Regions from separate parts of the Mus musculus genome. Here region 2 is linked to region 1. Evidence: chromatin contacts called from public Hi-C data. All regions are on one chromosome and are shown on one strand. Each heading gives the region's core, a stretch centred on a gene start, on an enhancer-like site or on the middle of the called end of the contact. The rest is flanking DNA. Distances are from core to core; before and after follow the strand shown. Region 1 holds the start of Scn2a (sodium channel, voltage-gated, type II, alpha). Region 2 has its middle 91 kb from the start of Galnt3.

Region 1 (5,620 bases), core at 2,900-5,399:
TAGTGTCTTGTGAGTCTATAGCCTTCATCCACCCTCATCCATCTGTTTCCTTTTTTGTTAAGCCTTGTAGTCCTTGACAAACCTGTTCTTAAATGCCACAGCAAAGAGAGACACACCCCTTTTATTGATTCTTTGTGAATTTCACATTATATACCCCAATTCCACTCATCTACCCATCCACCATCTCCACCCTCTGCCCTTGCAACCTCCCCCCAAAACACTACACCCCAAAATAAAAATAGATAAATTAAAACAAAATGGAAAAAACAAACAAACAAAAATCAAACAACAAAACGGTCTCTCTGTGGAAGCTGTGGTGTGTCACAGTGTGTGTCGCACAGTATAACCTTTTGTCCAAACATCTTTGCTTGCAAATGTCATTCATCTGGTTCAAGACCTTTGCTTTATTAATACTGGATCCTGACCTGAGCTACTTTTGAATATCCTGTTATTGACCTGTGCCATGGAGATGCTGCAGCTTTGGATCTGCAGGACCTGACACTTCAGATGCTCCAGCAGTTCATGGGAGGGATAGAAGTTGGGGTGGGCCAACTCAAAACCCCAAACCTTTGCTTGGGTGGTAGCTGAGATGGTCAGCCCTCTAGCTCTCCCCAGATCATGCCGTCTGGGCCACCTTTCCAGCAACCACAACACCAGGGCCAGTTCTACCACACTGCCCAGGAGAGGTGTGGGTCCCACTTTCCCATTCTGCCCAGGCCAGGGGACTGGGTAGTCCATATTTCTTGCTCCCATGTCACAGCAGCAACCAAAGGCTCCCATCTCCGTTAAGCCCTGTGTGCTGTCAGGTGGCTGCACAGGTGTTGATGTCCTGGCTCTCTCAAGAACAGGGCCACTGTGTGGAGGTGTGGCCACAGGGGCAGAAGTCACTGGAGTTTCTGGGTGTACTAATCCTGTCTGTTCTTTGTCAAATTAAAAAAATGGGGAGAGGGAAGGAGGGAGGGAGGGAGGGAGGGAGGGAGGGAGGGAGGGAGGGAGGAAGAGAGAGACTCCCAAAGAGAACCTTCCATTCCCATCTAACCATACTGACTCACAAAAGTGATGAATAACTTAGGTAGAGACAAAACGCTGTAAAGGTCAACAGAATCCCTCCCTCAGTTTGCATCTCCTTCTCAAGAACTTCCCAGGAAGATCTCAAGAGCCGAAGACTAGAGTCTGAGTTAAATTTAGCATGTGGCATTTTCTAGCCCCCTTTTTATTAATCTTTAAAAGAGAAAATAGTTGAAATAAAACTAATATCACAGACCTCTTTGGAATGTAATGAGATGATTTGTGCAAAGTGCTTACTTAGTCCCTTGCCCCATCAAAAACATGAAATAAAATTTATGCTTTAATATTTCCCTTGGTAAGATTGGAAAAGCTGCTTGTCAAAATTTGTTTATGAGAATTAGAAGGTCTTGCCAGCCCAGTTTTTGCCCCATTTTTTGTTTGTTTTGTCTTGTTTCTCTTCATCTCTCCATGCATAACATGCTGTGTTGACAAACCGAAGTCCCTTGAAAGGAAAAACTCTCATTTACAGATCTGCCTCTATCAGACTGGCCTACGGGCACGTCTGTGGGGGTATTTTCATGACTAATGGCTAATGTGGGAGGGGCCAGCACATGTGGGAATTTCCATCCCTAGGCAGGTGGTCCTGGGTTGTATAAGAACATTTAAGAGCACAGGCTGAGCATGTTCTGAGAGCAGGCCAAAAAGCAGTGTTCTGTGGTCTCTGCTTCAGTTCCTGCCTTCAGGTTCCTACCTTGTGATCCCCAACACCCACATCAGGCGGCGTGCAACCTCCTGTAACTCCAGCTCTGTGGTACCAGATGCCCTTTTCTTACCTCTCAGGGCACTGCATTCATGTGTACATACCTGTGCATAGATGCACAGAGGCCAAAAAAAAATCATAAAAAAATATTTCCTTCCTGTATTGTGAAAGTCTGCAATGTTCTAATGATAGCACCACAGGACAAGCATTAGACATTAGACATGGAATTAATGTTTTCGATCTGTCCTGAGTTGGCAAGGAAGTATTGAAAGGATATTAGCAGACTTTTATTTTTAGTTTATACAGTTGGATAAAACTGTATAAATTAAATTACAGTTTAGAATTTTTGCATTCATTTTTATCTCCTTAATGCATCTATTTTGCATGTGAAAACTGAGGCAAGGAAAAAAAAACACCGTTGGTATAAACAAGACTTCAAGTTTCATTACTTTCTCTATCTGAGGACCGGCATGGTTAGGTAAGGGAGAATTGGCAAAAATAAAAATAAAAAAAGCATGTCCTTACCAAGAGTAAAAATTTACTTGAAGTAAAATGTGACTACTTTTCCTGCTAAAATTAAAATAATTTTGAAAACAAAGATATTAAAGTAAGTATTTGGATTTTATTCTTAAAGCAAAGCAACAGAAGAGGGACATTACACTGAGAGATCATCACAGGTTTGTTGCTGCTAGCAAGGTGAATCTAACTCTGCCTGATTTTGGAAGTGTGCTGTGCTTATAAATACTGTATATGTACACATTTTCTGCATAAATATACAAATATCTGGTGCAGGAAGCAATGTTGATGTTTTGCCTATTTTCTTAAAATAGATAAAAACATTCTAGATGAGACTAAAGGTTTTTACATAAAAATAAAGTTGTAAGAGTTGCCTCATAGTGTGCTCCCCCTCTGCCTCCCTCTCCCTTGCTGAAAACAACCTAAGAGTGTAGAGCTCTAGTTTCAAGGCAGACATTGTTTAACCAATAAATTCAACATATAGTCTCAGTATGTCCAAGTGTGTGTGTGTGTGTGTGTGTGTGTGTGTGTGTGTGTGTGTGTGTGAGAGAGAGAGAGAGAGAGATCAAAACATATTTTAGATAGCTTAATGAAAATGCATGCTATTTACTTCATTGACTTTTATGCTTTATGACGGGCATGCATATTAAAGGAAACATAGGAATTAAAGCACAAAAATACAAGTATATGTACAATGAAAATACAAAAGTAATGCACAAGCTATTTTTCTAGGACAGTCATCCATTCATTATCTGGGAATAATTCGTGTTTCAGGTACGTGTTAAGGATCCAGGCTTATAAAAGTGAGCAAATTGAAGTGACTGTAAAGAAACAAGAATAGATTCAGTGAGGGCAGGGGTATGAGCACAATTCTGGGCACATGCCTAGATTTTGGTTTTAATGTGGAGGTCCTCTGCAAGAGCAGTGAATGATCTTAACCTCTGAGCAATCTTTCTAATAATGAAACGATCATTATTATTTTTTTAAATCGTATTTTACCAAGATTTTATGTCAGCTGGCAGAAAATCTTGGAACACTGCAAGAGAGCGTGTAATTGGCTTTCAGCACCACGGACAGCACCAGAATCTCTGAATTGGTACTTGACCCTGTTTGATGAAGTTGGTTTTGAGAAAAAGACAGCAGATAGACTTTTTAAATTTCAAGTAGTTTGTGACTCAGAACTTCATAAACAATTGTAGAAAATTAAGCACGAAAAAAATAAGTACATAAACTAATATGTATTGAACAGGTCATATACTCAGCAAAACTTTGGTTTTCTAACTTACTTAACAAGTGGGGAACTTTGAATTCTGCTCCTACCCTCCCAATGAGGCCTTGCTTCAGACTATGGTATAGAACAATTATCACATTTCAGATTGCCTATATGGTTCGAGATGTTTCAGAAAGTTTGATTGACCGAGGTTTTTGTCTTTTCATAAATCCATCATTCTGTTAACAACAAGCTTATCTCTTAAGACAATATACTTCCTCACAAAAAGATAACCAATAATGACATGATTAATAATTACAATTAGTTTCATATAGCTCTTTTCCATAATGTTCTGAAAACTCAGATTTCATTTAAACATAATAAAAATAAATCAAACTCCAAATGTTAAACTACATTTTAAAAAACCACAAAGTATAATGACATTTTAGTGTTCAATTTGTAACTAACTAGAATAGTTGAATTAGAGTACATTAGAATTCTGAACTATACACCATTTAATCTTATGTGTTGAATGTTGCTTTGCCAAAGGAACTTGAAATTACAGCGATTCCACTTGTGGCCAGGAGATGGAGCTGTCATGCAAGACGCTCCTCTCCTACATTTATTTATTTATTTATTTATTTATTTTAATTTAGCATGCTGTTTTCTGACAGTGGGTACCATCGAGTGACTGAGTGTCAGAACAGAAAGCTAAGGCAGAAGCAGAGAGGATGCAGTGATCGCCCTGTCTTGGCTTTTTCTCTTTAGTAAGGATATTATTATCGCACATGTGAGATTTTACTTTCTGCTGTAGGCTGAATTCTAGAAACCTGCGTTGGAGACTGGTTATATTCAACACGCACATGGATTCTGTGCTATGAGTACCATTCCCTTTATTTCAGGTAAGCAAGCATGATTCTATTTTTGTTGCATCAGTGAATCACGATTCTGCCAAATGATGGCATTTAAAATAAGATGTGCTTTGTAATGTTGTATGCAGAACTCAAAGGCTCAAATGCTCTAATTCTGGCTGTTCTGCGTTTAAAAACCTTCCTATGCTAAAATGATCACTGGCTGTGCCATGTTGTATTTTCAATGTTTTCTTCGGCTTCTTAGCCTTTCATTTCTGTGGCTGTATTTGTTTAACATCAAAAGATAAAGCTTGCAGAGTGAGGGATGGGCCTTCTTCTCACAAGGGAAATACTGATGTTTAATGCGTTGAACAAATCATAGAGATGTAATGAAGCAGACTAACATGGCAGTGGCTCTGCCAGAGCCCACGGCTGAGCATCCTGGGCACAGTTTTAGAGCTACCTCAGCATCCTGAGCCCAAGGCCTTTTGAACAATTGCTGCTGCTAGGATGTTGGGATTCTTTATGTTTTTGTTTTAACCTTTTAGAACGGTATGCAAGTCACTGCTAGCCCACGAGTGAAGATTGATGTAATGTGTTTAATAGATTCCGAGTGACAGCACTGGACTCCCCCCTCCCCCCTTAGGAGGAGAACAGTGGAAACTAATTAATTGCTGGGGGAAAATGGATTATCCTTATCTGTGAAAAAAAAAAGACAGTGGGCATTTAGAATAGTTCCATTGTGAAAAGTGTTCACATTTTAAACAATTTTAGGTCACGTGATGTTAGCTAAAGAGTAGAATGACTCAGGAGGTGGAAATGGTAACAACCTTCCTTTTTATCCTGGTTCCTATGATTAAAGACTTTCTTTATGATTATCAGTAGAAGCAGAAAATGAAATATAGAAATGTCGTATACAAAAGCCATTGGTTGCCATTTGGCTCAACATTTGGATTGATTTGAATAAATTAAAAAAATAGGAATATTTTTACAAGATTGTTAACTGCTTCACTCTCTCTTGTTGAAAGACGTGTGTGTGTGTGTGTGTGTGTGTGTGTGTGTGTGTGTGTGTGTGGTGTAGGAGGCAGGCAGTGAGGGTGCATGCATTTGAGATGTTTCTATCTCAGTCATCATTTTCCTATAAAAAGGTAGTTATGCTATGTTTGAGGTTGTGAAATCTGTGAGTTTTCGGGATGTTTAGGAATACTGAAAAAATATTATTTGAATATGTAGAATCTATGACGAGTTTTCCGTTATACAGAGTTCAATAAATAG
Region 2 (5,015 bases), core at 2,083-4,582, 410 kb after region 1:
TCAACCCTGCCAAAGCAGAGACAAGCAGAGTTCTGGGGCTCACTGTCCGCCAAGCTAACATTCCAGAGATCATCTCATTTAAACAGTGCGTAAATGTAAACAAGGGAATGGTTCCTGAAGAACAACAATGAAGGCTCGCTTCTGGCACACACACACACACACACACACACACACACACACACACACACACACACATACACACACACGCCCATGCACACGTACACACCTCCCTCCAGTGTCACAGACAGAGTTCTTAAAAAGCTGTAGGAGAAGGCAATTTCTACAAAGTGGCTCATTACATTATCATTTCAAAGATGTGTTAACTTTATTATAATTGATCCCAGAGTGTAGATGCTTACAGCACTTTGCTTTCTCAGCTTCTCAACCCATTCGTCAAGTAATGATGTGTAAACAGGAAGACCAAAGGGAACTCATTGTATATTAAATTTTGGAGGGTGTTTTTAGGAAAAACAAAACTACAGCAACAACAAAAAAGAACAGAACGCACTGTCTTGTAACTAAAGGGTGTCTTTTAATTTCATCGTGTAATCCTTTTTAATTTTTATTTTTTAAAGTTGAAATGGTGGTGATATGACGTTGAAAACATGCGCACAGCAGGTTCTTATATATGCCTATCTGGTGAAAGCTGATGGCTCACGATAAAGCAATCTTAGGGAAACAGAGCAAAGCATGACCTCATTGCCAAACTCCTGTCAAGTTCAGGGCATTGCCTCCAGTCAGGTTTCTTAATCTGAGAATACCACATCTATAGTTTTGAGAGTTCACTGCTATGAACTTGTTTGATGGTACTCTAACTCCGGTTTGATCATGCTACTTAAATAGCTTCCATTCTTCCTGACAATCAAATGAAACTGATCTTCTTTGGAATGCCTTACAAGATGTTCTGAAATCTAGATACTACTAATTCTTCTCAACTGTTTTGTTCATCAGACTGTCTGTTTGCCTCTCCTACATCCTCAACCCCCAAAATAGAGAGCTTCAATATCTCCTGTTACCCTGTATCCATGTTACCTCTTGTGTCCAACATGTCACTTCCACACTCCCACAGACAGAATAGTTCAAACCACCGTCTACTCATTAAACAACAAACAAACAAGAAAGACCAGTCAATCTTTGGGAAGAGCATTTGTTTGTTTGTTTGGTTTGTTTTGTTTTTAAATTCTGTGTATGTGTCTTCTGTGTGAGGTATAGGACTCTGTTAGGAGGGGATCATTTCAGATCTGGCATGTTGGCTCAGTGGCTAAACACTTGCCCCACAGTGTGAAGACCTGAATGTGGTCCCCAGAAGGCATATAAAGCCAGATTCAGTAGCATCCATCTGCAATCCTACATGAGATGGGAGGCAAAGATGAGAGAGTTCCCCTAGAAGCCTGCAGGCCAGCTACCTGATGTATTCAGCAGCAGAAGGAAAAAGACCCCATCTGTCTCAAGCAAGATGCAGGCAAGGGTAGACACCAAAGGTTTTCCTTTGAACACGTGAGCAATACCAGGGTGGGGAGGCAAGGATTTGAAACTGAATTTTAGTGCAGTATTTTTGTTAGAGATCAAAAAGGAGGAAGTTCTGCCAGAAAAAAGGCAGATGCCAGCTTTCAATGTGAGCCTAACAAATACCAGCCAGGTAAACATGGTGTGTGTGTGTGTGTGTGTGTGTGTGTGTGTGTGTGTGTGTGTTATGTATTGGGAGGTGGGTGTGTTGGGGGGAAAAATGCTCCTTGGAGTTCTCCCTTGGTACCCTAAAGTGGCCAGGCCTTTCTAGTCACATCACAACTGGTCACTGAATGTCACACTACTGAAAGAAAGGGACTCTGGCACTCCACTGTGGAAGACAAACCTGCAAGCAGCAGAAAGCTCAAGAGCTTGTGAACAGCAGCCGCTGAAGCTGGGACAGAGTCTTGCTTGTTGGGAATCTTAAACTGCACCCCAGCCTTGTGTCTTGCCATGTGTTCCCCAGATCCTAAATCTGAAAGAACAACTCCCCCCCCCCCCAGGAATCTCCATTTCTCTTTTTCTAAGGGACACTTAAAAGATCAGGGTTCACATAAACTACAGCCCTTGCTACTATGGTTGTTCCTACAACCATAACTGATATTCTTCCACATCTTTCATTGTTAATTACCTCTCCTGTCTTCAGCACCCACTTCCCAAAGCCCTAACGATGGCCTACAGGTGACATAGCCCACACCCAGTGTGAACTGCTTTCCTGCTCCCATGTATAAGAGCAGGTCAAGTACCTCCACCCAAGTCGTAACTGCCCATCTTATCTAAATTGCTTAGATCCTTCTATAAGCCACTTGGTCCTTGGGGAAAGTGTACCCTTTAAGAACTGGGCCCATTAGTCTTGCAGAACTTGCTAAATTGGAGAACACATTTGCTTTTCAGTGAGTTCTGCTAAGGAAATCGCTCTTGCTTCATTTGGGGTTCTGCACAGAGTTCTTCATAAGACACATGTCTGCCCCTCAGTATCTGTAGGGGAGCTCTTCCAGGATCCCCATGGATTTAAAAGCAGTATGATGCTCAAGTGTCTTACATGTAATGAAGGAGTGGTATTGCCTAAACCCATGTGCATGTTCCCATGGGTCATACAGCATCCCCAGGTTACTTTTCATACGCAATACAATGTAAATATGGTGCAAATGGTAACACAATATTGCTTAAAAAACAATGAACAGAACTCTAGATTTGGATCACAGAAATCATGTTTTCAAAGAGTTTTCTATCCATGCTTGGTTGAATGCATGAATGGAAGGCAGGCTGCATCACCTTACCGAGGTGCATGTACTACATTTGGAGCATAAATAGTACTTCATTCTTGCAGAGAGTTGCTGCCAAATTTGCATCTCAACTGCACTGTCAATAGGCCTGTCTACACACATAAGTTCAATATCTTTGAAGCATGTAGTAGAACTGCAGGTTCTCAGGACAATACGTTCTGTTCACACATCCTTTTCTGGGGGTTTGCTCTGTTCTGATCTGAAGCTGTGTGGGCTCCCATATCAGAAGATCAGCATGGCTCTGAGTCCCCACAGGCAAGAAAGACAAATTCATTCTTAGCCTACTTTTCTATTATTTAAAAACAAATCCCAAATATTTTTGATCCTTCTAGGTTATAAAAGTCCACTGTGATCCATGGCCACTGAGTTATCTCATTAGACTTCAGAACAGTAGCATCCCAGGACCTCGGGATCGACCTCTGTGCCTGAAATCTGTACAGTTGGCAGCAGCTGGAGTTTTATCCTCCCTGGTGAGAGTAGGTCGAACTCACAGGCCAGGCAGCATCTCCACGTCTCCCTGACACCCAATCCCTGAGCCTGCCATGGCAACACTGGGGAAGCCTAGGATCAGGGCCAGCTGCTGTCAGCTAGCCAAGAGGATCAGCCCATATCAGTGCTAGCCAAAACAGATGTGATACGAGCCACAAGGATGAACTACATGCGCATGTACATTTTCTCATAGACACATTTAGAAAGGAAATCAGTGTTGGCAACATTTTATCTAAACTAATATGTATTTTGAATGTGTGATCGATATACAATAACTAGGAATGTTTCACACCCATGTTACTATTTGGGAATCCAGCGTGTGTTTGATACTTAGATATATTTCAGCCTAGAGTCATCACATGTGGCTAGTAGATGCTCTATTGGATGCCACAGGCCCAGGGAGTGGTTCATCTACTACAGAGTGTGCTCCCTGGTAGTAGCTGACAGATGATGTAAATGTAATTACTCTGTATGGTCACACCCCGCCATGCCCATCCACAAACTAGTGTAAATGCACACATAGGTGGTCATCACAGATGATGTAGAGGTCAGAAAAGAACCTGAGTGAAATGCCTCTTTGCTTCTAGCAAGTGAGACCCAGAAATTGAAGTCAGGTTGTTGGGCTTGGTCACAAGTCCCTTTACCTGCTGAGCCATCTAGCCAGCTGTGTCTTCCTTTGACTCTGTCATAAGACATGGTTTCACAGGCACAGTCTCGAATTTAGTCTCCATGATGCTCTAGTAATTTGTCAAGAGTGTTTTTTTTTTTTTCAAAAGATACCTACCCATATCTTACTTTTCCCATTGATGTGACAAAGATAATTTGGCAAAAGAAAATTATGGGAAAGAAGGATTTCCTTTAGATTAAAAACATGATATGATCCATCATGGCAGGGAAGCATGGTAGGAGTGTGAGATGCCTGGTAGCATTGTACCTGAAGCCAGGAAGCAAGGAAAAGTGAATAGCATTGCTTAGTTCCTCCCCCATCTACTTTTATTCAAACCTGGGACCTCAAACTGTGGGACCGTGCTGTATGTTCAAGTTTAAGGTGGGTTTGTCTCCCGAAGTTAACCACATCTAGGAACTTCCCCCACAGACATGCCAAGAAGTTCGTTCTCATGCTAATTCCAGTTCCCATAAGTTGGCAAGTAAGGCTGAGCACCACATTGCTGCTGCAACTGGTACCACCTTGATCTCAGGGGCTTTGTCATGGTCCTCCCTCTAGCATCTGCTATACTTACCCATAAATTCCTCTCCCATCACTACTACATTGAATACAACACACACTGGTTCCCAACCTTGGGGCTGGCAATATTATACTAAGTACCAGCAAAAGACCTTTCCTATTTTCTGTTCTCTGTGAAGCTGTCACCCTTCACGTTGGCTGGTCAGAGCAGTATCCCTGGATGTGGAACATGCTGAGTAGAAAATTTAAAGAGGCTCCCCTAATCCTGTGTATTTTGTGAATGGTGGGAGATATGGTATGATCCTCCCACATCACCAGAATCCCAGAGATTATACTGGTATGACGGTCCAAAATAAAAGTCTTTATCTCCTTTCTTCCAGACTGCATGTGTTTTTATTAAAACGACTACCATAATGACAACTCATGGCTCATCTGATCTGATTAACATAATACCACAAAGGATGGAATTCCATGGATTATACAGAGAATTTAGATCTCTTTTTTACCAGTTGGTATTAGAGTACAAAACTAGACAAATGTTATTAGGT

What was found. A called contact is a pair of places that touch in the nucleus more often than the background predicts.
Region 2: a contact with region 1 is called in a Hi-C map of cerebral cortex, with 2.6 times the contacts expected there. The contact joins the enhancer-like site here to the promoter of Scn2a in region 1. A contact is called at or near these places in 11 of 39 promoter capture datasets (cranial neural crest, embryonic stem cells, frontonasal cranial neural crest and 7 more), 11 of 484 Hi-C or Micro-C datasets (the AtT-20 cell line, LSK cells, the N1E-115 cell line and 3 more), 1 of 115 datasets of contacts at active chromatin or transcription factors (astrocytes) and 1 of 9 other capture datasets (embryonic stem cells).

What each region holds. Positions count from the first base shown.
Region 1 is chr2:65,616,620-65,622,239 of GRCm38.p6, forward strand. It overlaps Scn2a (sodium channel, voltage-gated, type II, alpha), which reads left to right and starts at 4,150. Exons shown (of 27, transcript NM_001346679.2): 1 at 4,150-4,396.
Region 2 is chr2:66,031,774-66,036,788 of GRCm38.p6, forward strand. It overlaps a transcript of Csrnp3 not described here. Among named protein-coding and RNA genes, the nearest start is that of Galnt3, 91 kb to the right of the region's middle. Within about 2 kb of position 3,333, at least 9 of the 459 cell types and tissues checked have an H3K27ac peak or open chromatin away from gene starts, as enhancers often do. A contact at or near this core is called in cerebral cortex, where this site is marked.